4 separate regions of the Gossypium hirsutum genome follow, and regions 2, 3 and 4 are each linked to region 1. The links are chromatin contacts, called in public Hi-C maps. All regions are on one chromosome and are shown on one strand. Each heading gives the region's core, a stretch centred on a gene start, on an enhancer-like site or on the middle of the called end of the contact. The rest is flanking DNA. Distances are from core to core; before and after follow the strand shown.

The links. A called contact is a pair of places that touch in the nucleus more often than the background predicts.
Region 2: a contact with region 1 is called in a Hi-C map of seedling, with 5 times the contacts expected there. The contact joins the promoter of LOC107912453 here to the promoter of LOC107912346 in region 1. A contact is called at or near these places in 6 of 34 Hi-C or Micro-C datasets (anther, leaf and seedling).
Region 3: a Hi-C map of leaf shows a contact between it and region 1, with 4 times the contacts expected there. The contact joins the promoter of LOC107912473 here to the promoter of LOC107912346 in region 1. A contact is called at or near these places in 2 of 34 Hi-C or Micro-C datasets (both in leaf).
Region 4: a Hi-C map of leaf shows a contact between it and region 1, with 2.3 times the contacts expected there. The contact joins the promoter of LOC107912465 here to the promoter of LOC107912346 in region 1. A contact is called at or near these places in 2 of 34 Hi-C or Micro-C datasets (hypocotyl and leaf).

What each region holds. Positions count from the first base shown.
Region 1 is chrD08:23,533,687-23,536,529 of Gossypium_hirsutum_v2.1, forward strand. It overlaps LOC107912346 (zinc finger BED domain-containing protein DAYSLEEPER), which reads left to right and starts at 1,335. Exons shown (of 2, transcript XM_016840518.2): 1 at 1,335-1,794. LOC107912320 (pentatricopeptide repeat-containing protein At4g30825, chloroplastic) reads right to left here and starts at 639. Exons shown (of 3, transcript XM_041099252.1): 1 at 511-639; 2 at 1-320. The coding sequence starts at 277.
Region 2 is chrD08:23,670,259-23,672,958 of Gossypium_hirsutum_v2.1, forward strand. It overlaps LOC107912453 (N-alpha-acetyltransferase 35, NatC auxiliary subunit), which reads right to left and starts at 1,353. Exons shown (of 16, transcript XM_016840641.2): 1 at 988-1,353; 2 at 441-508. The coding sequence starts at 1,114.
Region 3 is chrD08:23,752,429-23,755,161 of Gossypium_hirsutum_v2.1, forward strand. LOC107912473 (ubiquitin C-terminal hydrolase 22) reads right to left here and starts at 1,392. Exons shown (of 3, transcript XM_016840674.2): 1 at 36-1,392. The coding sequence starts at 898. LOC107912481 (actin-related protein 2/3 complex subunit 3) reads right to left here. Exons shown (of 8, transcript XR_005917237.1): 7 at 2,695-2,733; 8 at 2,038-2,431.
Region 4 is chrD08:23,720,682-23,723,381 of Gossypium_hirsutum_v2.1, forward strand. It overlaps LOC107912465 (synaptotagmin-5), which reads left to right and starts at 1,370. Exons shown (of 12, transcript XM_016840655.2): 1 at 1,370-1,813; 2 at 1,900-2,055; 3 at 2,131-2,251; 4 at 2,635-2,700. The coding sequence starts at 1,709.

The DNA.
Region 1 (2,843 bases), core at 85-2,584:
TAGCAGTATAATCAACATCCAACCCGCTATTTCTACACACAAAAAGATCTCCTTTTTCTACTTCGTTACCACTCCTTCTGGAACCAAACCTGAAATCCACATTTCTTGTTATCCCTTTCTTGCGGTTTTGACCTTTTCGGCCCTCAACAAGTTTTGGGTTTTCATTCACTAATTCATTTTTGGAAGAAAAAGGGGTATCTCTATCGACTGGGTTAGGGTCAGGAACGTTGGCGGGTTCGACTCTAATATGTTTGAGCCTAGTCAAAGAAGTGAGCATGGAAGCAGCTCTTGCGACATGAAAACAACTGGTGAATGAAAAACTGGAACATTGATCAGGTAAATGAGATGGGTTAACGTAGAAGCTGAGTTTCTTTGAATCGACAGAGTCCCAAGAAAGGGACAATTTCAAAGAAGCCATAGTTGTTATAATTACTGTTATAGGATTTTGAAGAAAAAATTATGCATCACTTTTGTGGATGAATGGAATTAAAGAAGAAAGCAGTAGAGTACCTTGATGATGGGATAAAGGAGGTTGAAGCAGTGGAGCAAAATAACCGTTTCTGGATTTTCTTGCTTTTTTTCTCTTTTTTTTTTAATTTCCTTTTCTACTTTACAGCCATGAGAAACAAATCGGTTTACATTGCAACAGTAACAAACAGAATAAATAAATAAAAGTTAATTTACTTTTTAAATGGTTTAATTTTTACTAAGCAATAAATTTTTAATTTTTTTAAATAATATGTGAAAATAGTAAGATAGCATTGCATTATATATATAATAATGTATTTGTAGCAAAAATAATAAATTTATTAGTTATTATTTAGTTGGTAATTTAAAATTCTTAAAATTTAAGGATTAAAAGTAATCAGATTAAAGTATAAAAACTAAATCTACAATAGTAAAATTTAGCCCATAAATAAATACAGCTCCGAGGTAATTTTAATTATAAACTATTTGTAAACCGGAAACTAAATCCCTTTTATTAATTTAGCCTCAAAAAGTGAATAAATAAAAATAATAACAACCAACATAGTTTTACTTATTTAAAGTCTAACATCTTCGTCATTTATCAACATTCCTACAATCAAGTAACCCACTAAATTTATGTTTATATTGGAGTTTATGTCACTTTACCTTGTATTACCAAGCATATACTAATTTTTCAAATAAAAAAAAAGGTGGGATAATTTTGTATTTTGATTTTGGTAACAGAAATGGTTACAGTCTAAGTAAACGAAGCAAGACCATTCATATGATGGATGAAGTTGGCAAATCTCTAATATTTTAGTAGGATAAACGACAGTGGCCTGGCTATGCAGCAACTGGGTTGAAATGTTGTTCGCATGAGAAGCCACCCAAGAACCCAAGTCAGCTAGAAAAAGAGTGAAGGTGGTTAAAGAAAGGGCATTGAATTGAACAAATTGAGAGATGGCAAGCCATTGGGCTGTCTCTGCCTTGGGTAGATGAGATCAAAGTCAATTGGTTCCCCCTACCCAAAAGTCCAAAATTAAATAAAGTGGGATATCTTACGTAGTTTCTTTTTTTCGAAAATTTTAATTTATTAAACCCCACAATTTTCACCTTATCCCCACCCATCCCAACAACTACTCTCCACCTTTCAGGTCCAATTAGCCTTCTTTTGGGGTCTGTTGTTCTGAGCCCAAATCTCCGTCCCCCCCCCCGACTCTCTCTCCGTCTTTCTCCTCTCCTGCAAAACCCTAGATCTTTCACCCCTTCAACGTCGTTTTCCGGCCTTCTTCTCGCTCCCAGATCGCTTCTCGTTTGGGCTGACTGGTAAAAATCTCATCACCTTACCTAATTTCTCCGTTTACTGAAATTTTGGCTGTTCCTTTTTCTCTTTGATTTTTCTTTCTTTAATGCTTGATTCGTTGTTTTGAGTTGAGGATTTTGATTTTAAACGCTTCGTGTTTCAATTTTGTGAGAGAATTACGATGATTGCTGGCTTATTGTCCTTGTTAAAAGTTACGGAAGTCGTTGGACTTTTTGTTTTGAATTGAAACCATAGATTCCCTTTCCTTTTTGCTTATGTTATTTAAATATGGCTATTCTCGTTTCATGCATTGATATGGGGTTTTGTTTATTCTTCATTTCCTGGTTTTCATCTGTACAGTTAATGGGTCTTTCTTCTTTGGTTGTTGTTGATCTGGGCAGACTGCAGACATGGGTTTTTGTTCTTTTGACGTTTTATTTTTCCTTCTCTTTTCGTGTTTTTCTCTTTTGCTCTTAATCTGGGCATATTAATAGATGCCTTTGAAGCTGAGTTTGATCTTTGAAATGGAATTGGGTTTCAGTTCGACTGATCTGGGCTTTCCCTTCTTTGTTTATGCTTTTTTTGTTGTTCTTTTTATTATTTTCAAACCCTAGATCTACGTTTTTTTTTTTGGGGGGGGGGGTGGGTGCATTGTAAAATGTAAACCTTTTCAGCCCATTTAAATGTAAATGTCTATTTTAGCCCTGGTGCGTAAAGTGGGCCCATTTAACATGGATCTTATCCAAGTCCTTTGTCCTGTATTGTTAAATTGTTATACTACGACTTGGTCTTATTGTGGACCACTTCAACACGTGGCACAGTTTCAATTATTCCTTGACCCATTAGCCTAATGTTTCTCTTATATTTGGGCTATACTTGTATACGTTGGATATACCCATATTCAATTTTTAAAGTTCTTATTTTTGAAGACACATTTGTTAAAATTAATGTTGCTGATGTAAACTCATTGTTGGATTCTTTCATTCTTTTTCTTTCCAATCAAAGCAGCTCTTAATTATGATCCTGGATTGCCAGCTCCTGGGTGTTTCATTTAGTGGTGAAAACTTTATAG
Region 2 (2,700 bases), core at 103-2,602, 140 kb after region 1:
AAACCCACACATGCGCAATTGCACATGGAAGGACTCAAACCTGGGTACTCAGGACCCAAGGCCTCAACCTTTGCCACTATTGTCAAGGCTTTACTGGCAATAAAATAAAATAAAGTCAATTTAATACATATTAAATGGAGGTATTTTTTTGTTTATGTCAGATTTATGTTAGTAAAGACATCACTTGATGTTTGAGAATAGGATCAAGCATTCAAGTGTCTAAGTGACCATTGCAACAGACCCTCATTTGGAAATATGTTAATAGCTCAAACACTGACAATGTACAAATCAAGTTGTAAAAGCATAAATGGCAGAGAAAAGTAAACCTAAAAAGAAAACAAAAGATCAATTATCATCTTAACTAAGATAATGATAACTTCCAAGAAAATTACAAAAGATCAATTATCATTCAATAACCAAGAAGTATCAAGTATCAACACCTCTAAAGCAGACATGGCAGCAAAAAGGTTGAAATTGTCCCCATGAATGAGCTCTCCATCTCTAAGACCTGTGATCACCAAGCATTGCTGAATAGCTAAGTGATAAAGCGAAACCCAGAAATAAAAAAAAACTAAACAAATAAGGTCTTAATCATCACATGAATGCACCCACATTTTCTCTCTATATTTGGCATAGCTTCACAACAGCAATGATAAGATTTATAGTTACTTAAAGAAAAACTATGATTCGATAATAATTTTCTTGCTTTGGGTGATCATAAATAAAAGGGAGAAAGCCATAGCTTTCATAAAGTTAATACCTTCTCTTTCCCCTATTTATTTTCTCTACTACAAAAAAACAATAACTTTCCACACTTCAGTTACCAAAGAAACTGAAAAATTTTACTCAACAAGCAATAGGGTTTAGGGATTCGCTGTTAGATCTCCTAATCAAATATAAAAAGGAAATGGTTTTCCTTTTTTGACTTTTATTTTCCCGAGAACCAAACAGAGGTTTAAGGGGGGAGAAAAGAGGGAGAAATAGAACCTGCACAGGCGGCTTGAAGGAGAGGCGAAGCGTCGGCCCAGACAGTGGTGTCGCTGGCGGGAATCGAGGCAAGCTTGGGTGGTTGGCCGTCGATGGAGGCTTCTTCATAAACTGGCTTATCAGCCATTAGGTTATTGAGTTGAAAAGTTTTGAACAGCTGAGGATCTCAAGCAGTGAGCGAGCGAGGTTGAGGTTGACGATGGTGTTTTCTTTTCAGTCTTGGCTTTACAGTGCCAGTTGCCACAACAAACCTCGTAAAACCAACAGAGCTGAGAGAGGGTTTAGGGCATCTTCTGGGTCGGGCCGGGTCCCCCCTCGCTCCATATCAACCTTTTCTCAACCCAACAATTCTTTTCTCTCTTTCTTTATGAAATAGAAATACTTTTTTTTATTTTTTATAATAAAAAATAGAGGGATAATAGCAAAATTTACCTCTGTACATTAACGAAATTGTCAATGTAGTACCTACATTTTTAATTTATTATCTTGATACCTGTACTTTTCTTCAGTCTATCATTGTGTACTCGGATCTAACATTGGTAGTTTCTGACATAATATGACACGTGAACAATCAATAAAGAGACACGTGGCAGTGGGCCACAAACAAAAGCAAAACAGTCACGAAAGACAGAAAGAGGGACTTGATAGAAATTTTACCTTTCATTTTTTTAGGTTAAAATTATTAATAAATAAAAAAATAAGAACCCCATCTTCACTCTCCTGCTCTAGATTCTTTTACTTAATAGAAAAATTATTTTCAAACTAAAAATACAATTCATCTGCACAAACCCAGAAAGCAAAATAATTGATAAAAGTCCAAACTCAAATTTAATTTGTATAGAATATGTACAAAATTTGTTTACATACAATAACTCCTTCAAACCTGAACACTGATATCCTAAAATTCATTTGTGATTTTGTGAAACCTTATACATGATTTGAAACCCAAGTCCTAATTCTAGATCAAATTTCCTAAACCTTAAAACTTGAAAAAAAAAACTAAAAATCTTAGAACCCTATATTTCAAAATCAAAGCAAAATCCCTACAGAGCAAAGAATTGGAGCAGCAGTTGTTCTTTTAAGTGCTCAGCAGCGATTATGGAAGATTTGAGGCGATGAAGACTGCATTGCACAAGGAATATGATTGCTCTCTAGATTCCGAGCAAGGATCGGTTTGAGATGGGCCTAGTACGACGCTCGCTTACCCTTGGTGGCTTTCGTAGATGGGTCTTCCATGGAAGACGAAGGGGATTTAGATGGCAACAAATGGACAGTGGAAGCCATTTTTGAGTCATAAAGGTGTTTGGGATTGATTGAAGTTATTTTTGAGTTATAAAAATGCTGAGTTATGAAGATTGAAGACATAGCTTGAGGAAGTTCAAAACAAAAAACTTAGCTTAAGATAGGATAGGGAGACAAAGAGACTTTACTTTTTTAGCTTTAAAAGGTTTCTGAATTTATTGATTGTCTTACAATTTTTTTTTGTTGGTATCATTACTCTTTCGTGTATCTTATAAATTTTTAATAATATATTTATTTTATTTATTCTTTTAATGGGCCAATTTACATATATATATATACCATTCTCTAAAAATTTATCGATTTATATTATTTTTGGAGAGAGAAAAAATGTATTTTCACTGATCTACTAAGAACAACACGCTATATAGGACGCGTTTTCTTCTCTTTCCTAAAAATGTGACATATGTGGCG
Region 3 (2,733 bases), core at 142-2,641, 220 kb after region 1:
TTATTTTATTAAAAATTGATTTTGACGAAACTAACCTGTACAAGAACTTAGCTGGACTATAAGGAGTCCGATCCCCCGAGAAAACAGCCGAGAATAGCGCGTCCATGTCACAAGCCAAACACAATCTTGAATTTTTAGTGCCATTAATAGCACCATTTTTTTGCTGACAATAATATCTATTGTGTCGATCGCCTAAGAAATAGTTTCGCAACGGCGGCGTATGGAGCAACGCTTGTAATATTGAATTCATAAAGCAGGTATTCCCCAAATTATTCAATCCACGTAATCCCCAAGGTTGTTGTGTTGACGAAACCAATGAGGCATTCGCCGCGTCCAGAAGAGGGATCGACTGATTTCCCCTGGAAATGTGTTCTCCTGAATCTGGCTCCCACGGACGATAATCTACTCGACGGCGCTTTCGTAGATTCTCCGGTTGAGATCCAGCAACGCTGCACTGCATTGCGGTGGATCCGGAAGTGGAGGTGGTTGCGGTAGCGTTGACAGTCTGTGCAAGGACGACGGCAGCGTCGAAGTCGCGATCGTATACCTGGTCACCGCACGCACAGCAAAATAGCTCAGCTCTGTCGACGTCAACGGCGATCTCATGACCGGGGATGGAAAGCGAGTGATCAGACGCGTGGGAGTGAAGAAGAGGCGCGTGGCAGAACACTGCGGCACATGCGACGCACGCGTAGAGTCTCGAACGGGAAGATTCCTCGCACGTGCCGCATCGTGGGACCTCAGTAGGTTCCCTCCTTATGGCGGCGCGACCGCCGGGCGGCTTGACGCGGATACAATCCTGTAGGGCGCGAAAGGGCTTGGGGCCGTTGCGGGAACGGAAGACGAGGAGGTGAGGACACGGCTGAGGCGAAACGTGGCCGTTGATCTTGGAAGACATGGTGGTGGCGGGGTGGTGAAAGTCGCGTTGGGAATAGAAACCCTAGATATGAAGGACATAAGGGTCATGGATCTGGATCAGGGAAGGGGAAGATCAACGGCTGAGATTGTTCGATTGATAGTGAAGGAGCATTGAGTTTGATGAGAAGATGTTGGGAGCATGTATCAGATCTTGTCCATGCTCATGCATTGATCGGATTTCATATGTAGTTTTTAAGAAATAAAATGTAATTTTTGTCTTTCTTTTTTTATATATATATATTTTATGCATTCTTCCAAGAATGAATGAAATAGAAAATAGAAAAGCTATTGAATACTTGCTGAAGAAGGAAACATTCATTTTTGGTGTTTTTATTTTTTTTATAATAAATTATGCCTTTCTTTTTCAATAGTAGTAATTTCCTTTGTTTTCTTCCTTTTTTTTGTTCTTTTTCCAACATAATAAATGTGATAATTTGTGTATTATATTGTATTATAAAGCATCTTATTTTTTGGTACAAGTAAAAATATTGATATATTATACATAATTTAAAACATTCATGTCTGTGTTAAAATAATGTAATTTTTCATACAGGATTATGTTTTGTTTTTTACATGCTGCGTTTAGTGTTCATATCTGCAATATAATTTCGTATCAATTTATATATAAAATGAGAGATTAATTGAAGTAAGGTGATAAATTAAATGGACCAATTTGAATAATATACTCTTTAACAATTTCGGACCCTATATTTAATTTAACCTAATATTATCCTTTTGATCAACGAAATTTGGGTTTTTTTTTCCTTTCATGTGAAGTAAACTAAAAGGTAGGATTTGGTTTTAAGCAGATAAAGAAAAGGGGGCATCATTTTCCTCATAGGCACTTGTTTCTCAAGGCAAGGAAGAGGGCCATCATATCTACAATGCAATGACGCATCTTTGTAAGAAAATATTCCTTTTTTTTCGGTATTTTAATATCCATATTTTATATTAATAATTCATATAATTTGAAACATTATGTATTCATATTATAAGTTGACACTTAACAAAAATTAAAATCGGTCCTTTCCTATGATATAAATATTCGACTGAAAATAAGAATGCTAACCTGGGTTAAATTCGGTGGCTAATATGTAGTTAATAAACTACTAATCCTTATACTGGAAATCACATGGCCTCCAATCATTTCGGCAGTCATGCGAGGACCCCTATTTCTCCTTTTATAAAATTATAATGACACAGTCCCTGAGACTATTCATGAACCCACCAACCAAAGCTCAATAATTTGGTTGTCTGGTAACTAAACCACCACTGCCCGTTATCATCGAAATCCAATAATACCAACATAAATATTTGTAACACAAATTTATATGTATAAAAATATAATACTTTAAATATTAACTGTGAGACATACTGGAATTGACAAGTCTACCCAACCACCTTGTATAGACATTTTAGTTTCACCTTGACTAAAGGGTTAAAGATCAAACCTGTTACTGTTAGTCTTTTCACCATATCATCCACTGGTTGACATAATTAGCTTTAATGATGCCTAAAAAGACGGTCTCAGTTTAGCAATTTAAGCAGAGAGCACAACCAAGATCATAAACATCAATCATGGCAGCTTCTTTTCCAACTATAACAAAAGGAACGTCGATAATCATTGGCTTTAAATGGGTTTAGCAATGTTTGTTCAGCTTCTAGACTGGCAATTAATGAAAGGCAACCAATATTTCATGTAAATGAAGCTTTGGGTGCATCAAATTTCGAAATAAAGCGCCACCAGCAAGAATGGAACTTGTTAGGAACATGTACCTGGAACTTCTAACATCATGGACATGAAAGGAAATTCTT
Region 4 (2,700 bases), core at 120-2,619, 190 kb after region 1:
GTACTCCCCACATGGCAATGAAATGTATGGGTCTTCGGGCGTCACCTTTCAACCAAGGCGAATATCAAGTTGGCCCTAAGCTCAAACATCAAAATCAATGTCGTCGTTCCAAATCCCGCAACATCCAAACAGGGGAAAATGCGTTCATTCGGTTGGTAGCTCGGACCATGGACACACGCTCTCAGGATGCGATACTCACCCTATCCATAACAAATTACCATATTAGTTAAATATGCTAATTAAAAAATAATAATGTGCAAATTTATAAAATACCCATGAATAGCAAGTAGCAAATTTTTTTTACTGAGACATTAATCATCATAGCAGTGCGACCGATTTCTCTAATCAATTAACTCATTTCAATATCTACACAAACAAAATTGAATAAACATATCATTTTAAAATAATAATATTTCTGCATAGTAATATTTACCACAACCCGTTTTCGTAAATAATTTTATTTTTGTTTTATTTAAATGTAAATATCCACTTAATAATATTAATCACTAACTAAAAAAACTATAAACATAAGTATCTTTATTGAAAAAAATATTAACCTATAAAACATTAACAATAATAAAATCTTAAACCTTAAATCGATCTAAGTATTAAAAATAAAATATAAACATACAATATACAAATTATTATTACAAACAAAAATAAAAATAATACCTTAAAACTCTTAACAAGTTCTCCTTAAAACTTCAACACAAATAAATTTTTTCTCCCCCCAACTCTAACACAATTAATAACACACAAAAGTCTCTCATTCACTTTCTTGTTTTCAATTGGGTAAGGGGAAACCGTTTATTATATATAAGAAAAAAATAAAAGGATGGAGAAAAAAAGGTTGGGGGTGAGCCGTGATCGGTTTGGTCTCAGTCAGGCGGCACCAGCTTGACATCCTGCCGTCTGACGTGACCAATTGGTCAAATTCACCTCCAGCTATTTCTTTTATTTGTTTTTTTTCATTTTTTATTTTCTGTCACATTTTAAAAAAAACACGTTAATGCCGCCAATGTGTCAGGTGACACCATAAAAAATATTCACCGTGTATTTTTATTCTATATAATCCTCGAAAATACATGTATTCTTTAAAAATTCATATTAGTATCGTTAATATGTCAAGCGACACCACTTAAAAAATATATATTTTTTCCAAAAACATGATTAGCTGATAATTGGAGAAAATATTAGGGTGATGCTGCATGGCAACTTGGTGACACCTTATTTTACTATAGAAATAGATCCATTTTTATAATTAATCTATTATATATTTTTGTATTTAATTTTTTTATATTATTTTTTGTAGAAAACCCATACACTAAAGTCTAACATAAGAGAGAGCGGAGGCACTATAGCATAGAAAATCTATAGCGGACGTGGAGCAATTAGATTGGTAGAAGAATATAGTGTAGTAAGCTAGCCAAAACGGATGGCCTTTTGTGTGCCTGTCGGCAAACGGGCAAAGACCCTTCACTTACATTCTTGCAGTGGTTGGTATCTTCAATCTCCGCCCCCCAAAATCCTTTTCTATTATTAATCCAAATCTTCTATTCTGTTAATTTCACAATTTTACCACTTAACTTTTAACATTTTGTTTTCCATGGACCACTTTCTCCATTCTTCTTCACCATCTGAAGCATAAATAAATATAAAATACAAATATTGTGCTCTCAAATTCCAATCCTACTATTGTCTTCGGAAAATGGGTTTCCTTGTCGGGCTGCTGTTCGGTCTTGTCGCCGGCCTTGCTATTGTCGTTTTCTTTGTTCGCTCTGAGAACTCTCGATCCAATCTTCGAACTAAGCTTGTTAGTCCTTCACTAATTTCTTCTCTTTCTTTTCTTTTCCAATTTGATTTTAAATTTTTTATTCTAATCTTCTTTTTGGATTGCAGGCAACCACGGTGGCTGCTTTCGCAAGAATGACAGTCGAAGATTCTAGAAAGATCTTGCCGGCAGAATTCTACCCTTCTTGGGTGGTGTTCTCTCAGCGCCAGAAGTTGACTTGGCTTAATCAGCACCTTACGAAGATCTGGCCTTACGTTAACGAGGTCAAGCTTTGTTTAGTGAATGAAACAGAGTTTTATTTTATTTTATTTTTTAATTGTTTAGATTTGGTGTTACAGGCAGCATCGGATCTGATAAAGGCGTCGGTTGAGCCGGTGCTAGAGCAATATAGGCCAGTTCTACTGTCTTCTTTGAAGTTTTCCAAGTTTACTCTCGGCACTGTTGCACCACAGTTTACTGGTTAGTTAATTTGCGTAATTTATCCTTACATTATGAAAGTTTTTATTCTTATTTTTCTTATTCGGTTATCGTTATTTTTAATTTTTGGAACTTGAATTATTAACGGGATTTCTCAATGCTGTTCCCAATGGCCATTAGTTTCCTGCAAATGACTAAAACAAAGATCAGTTTGAATTTTGGGACATAACTGTTCTAGATGATAGTGTAGGCAAATAATGTATGTGGTTATCCATAAAGTTCAACACTGGTTGCCTTTTTTTCTTAATCAACGCACTTTTTGTTCTCCTTTACTAAAATGAGACTTTTCTAGGCGAGTTTTGGAATGGAAGACTCAAAAATTGGTTAGAATCTTGTTAATGTTATGAATCAATGTCATTCTTTAGGAGTAAGTATCGTTGAAGATGGAGCTGATAGTGTGACAATGGAGTTGGAAATGCAGTGGGATGCAA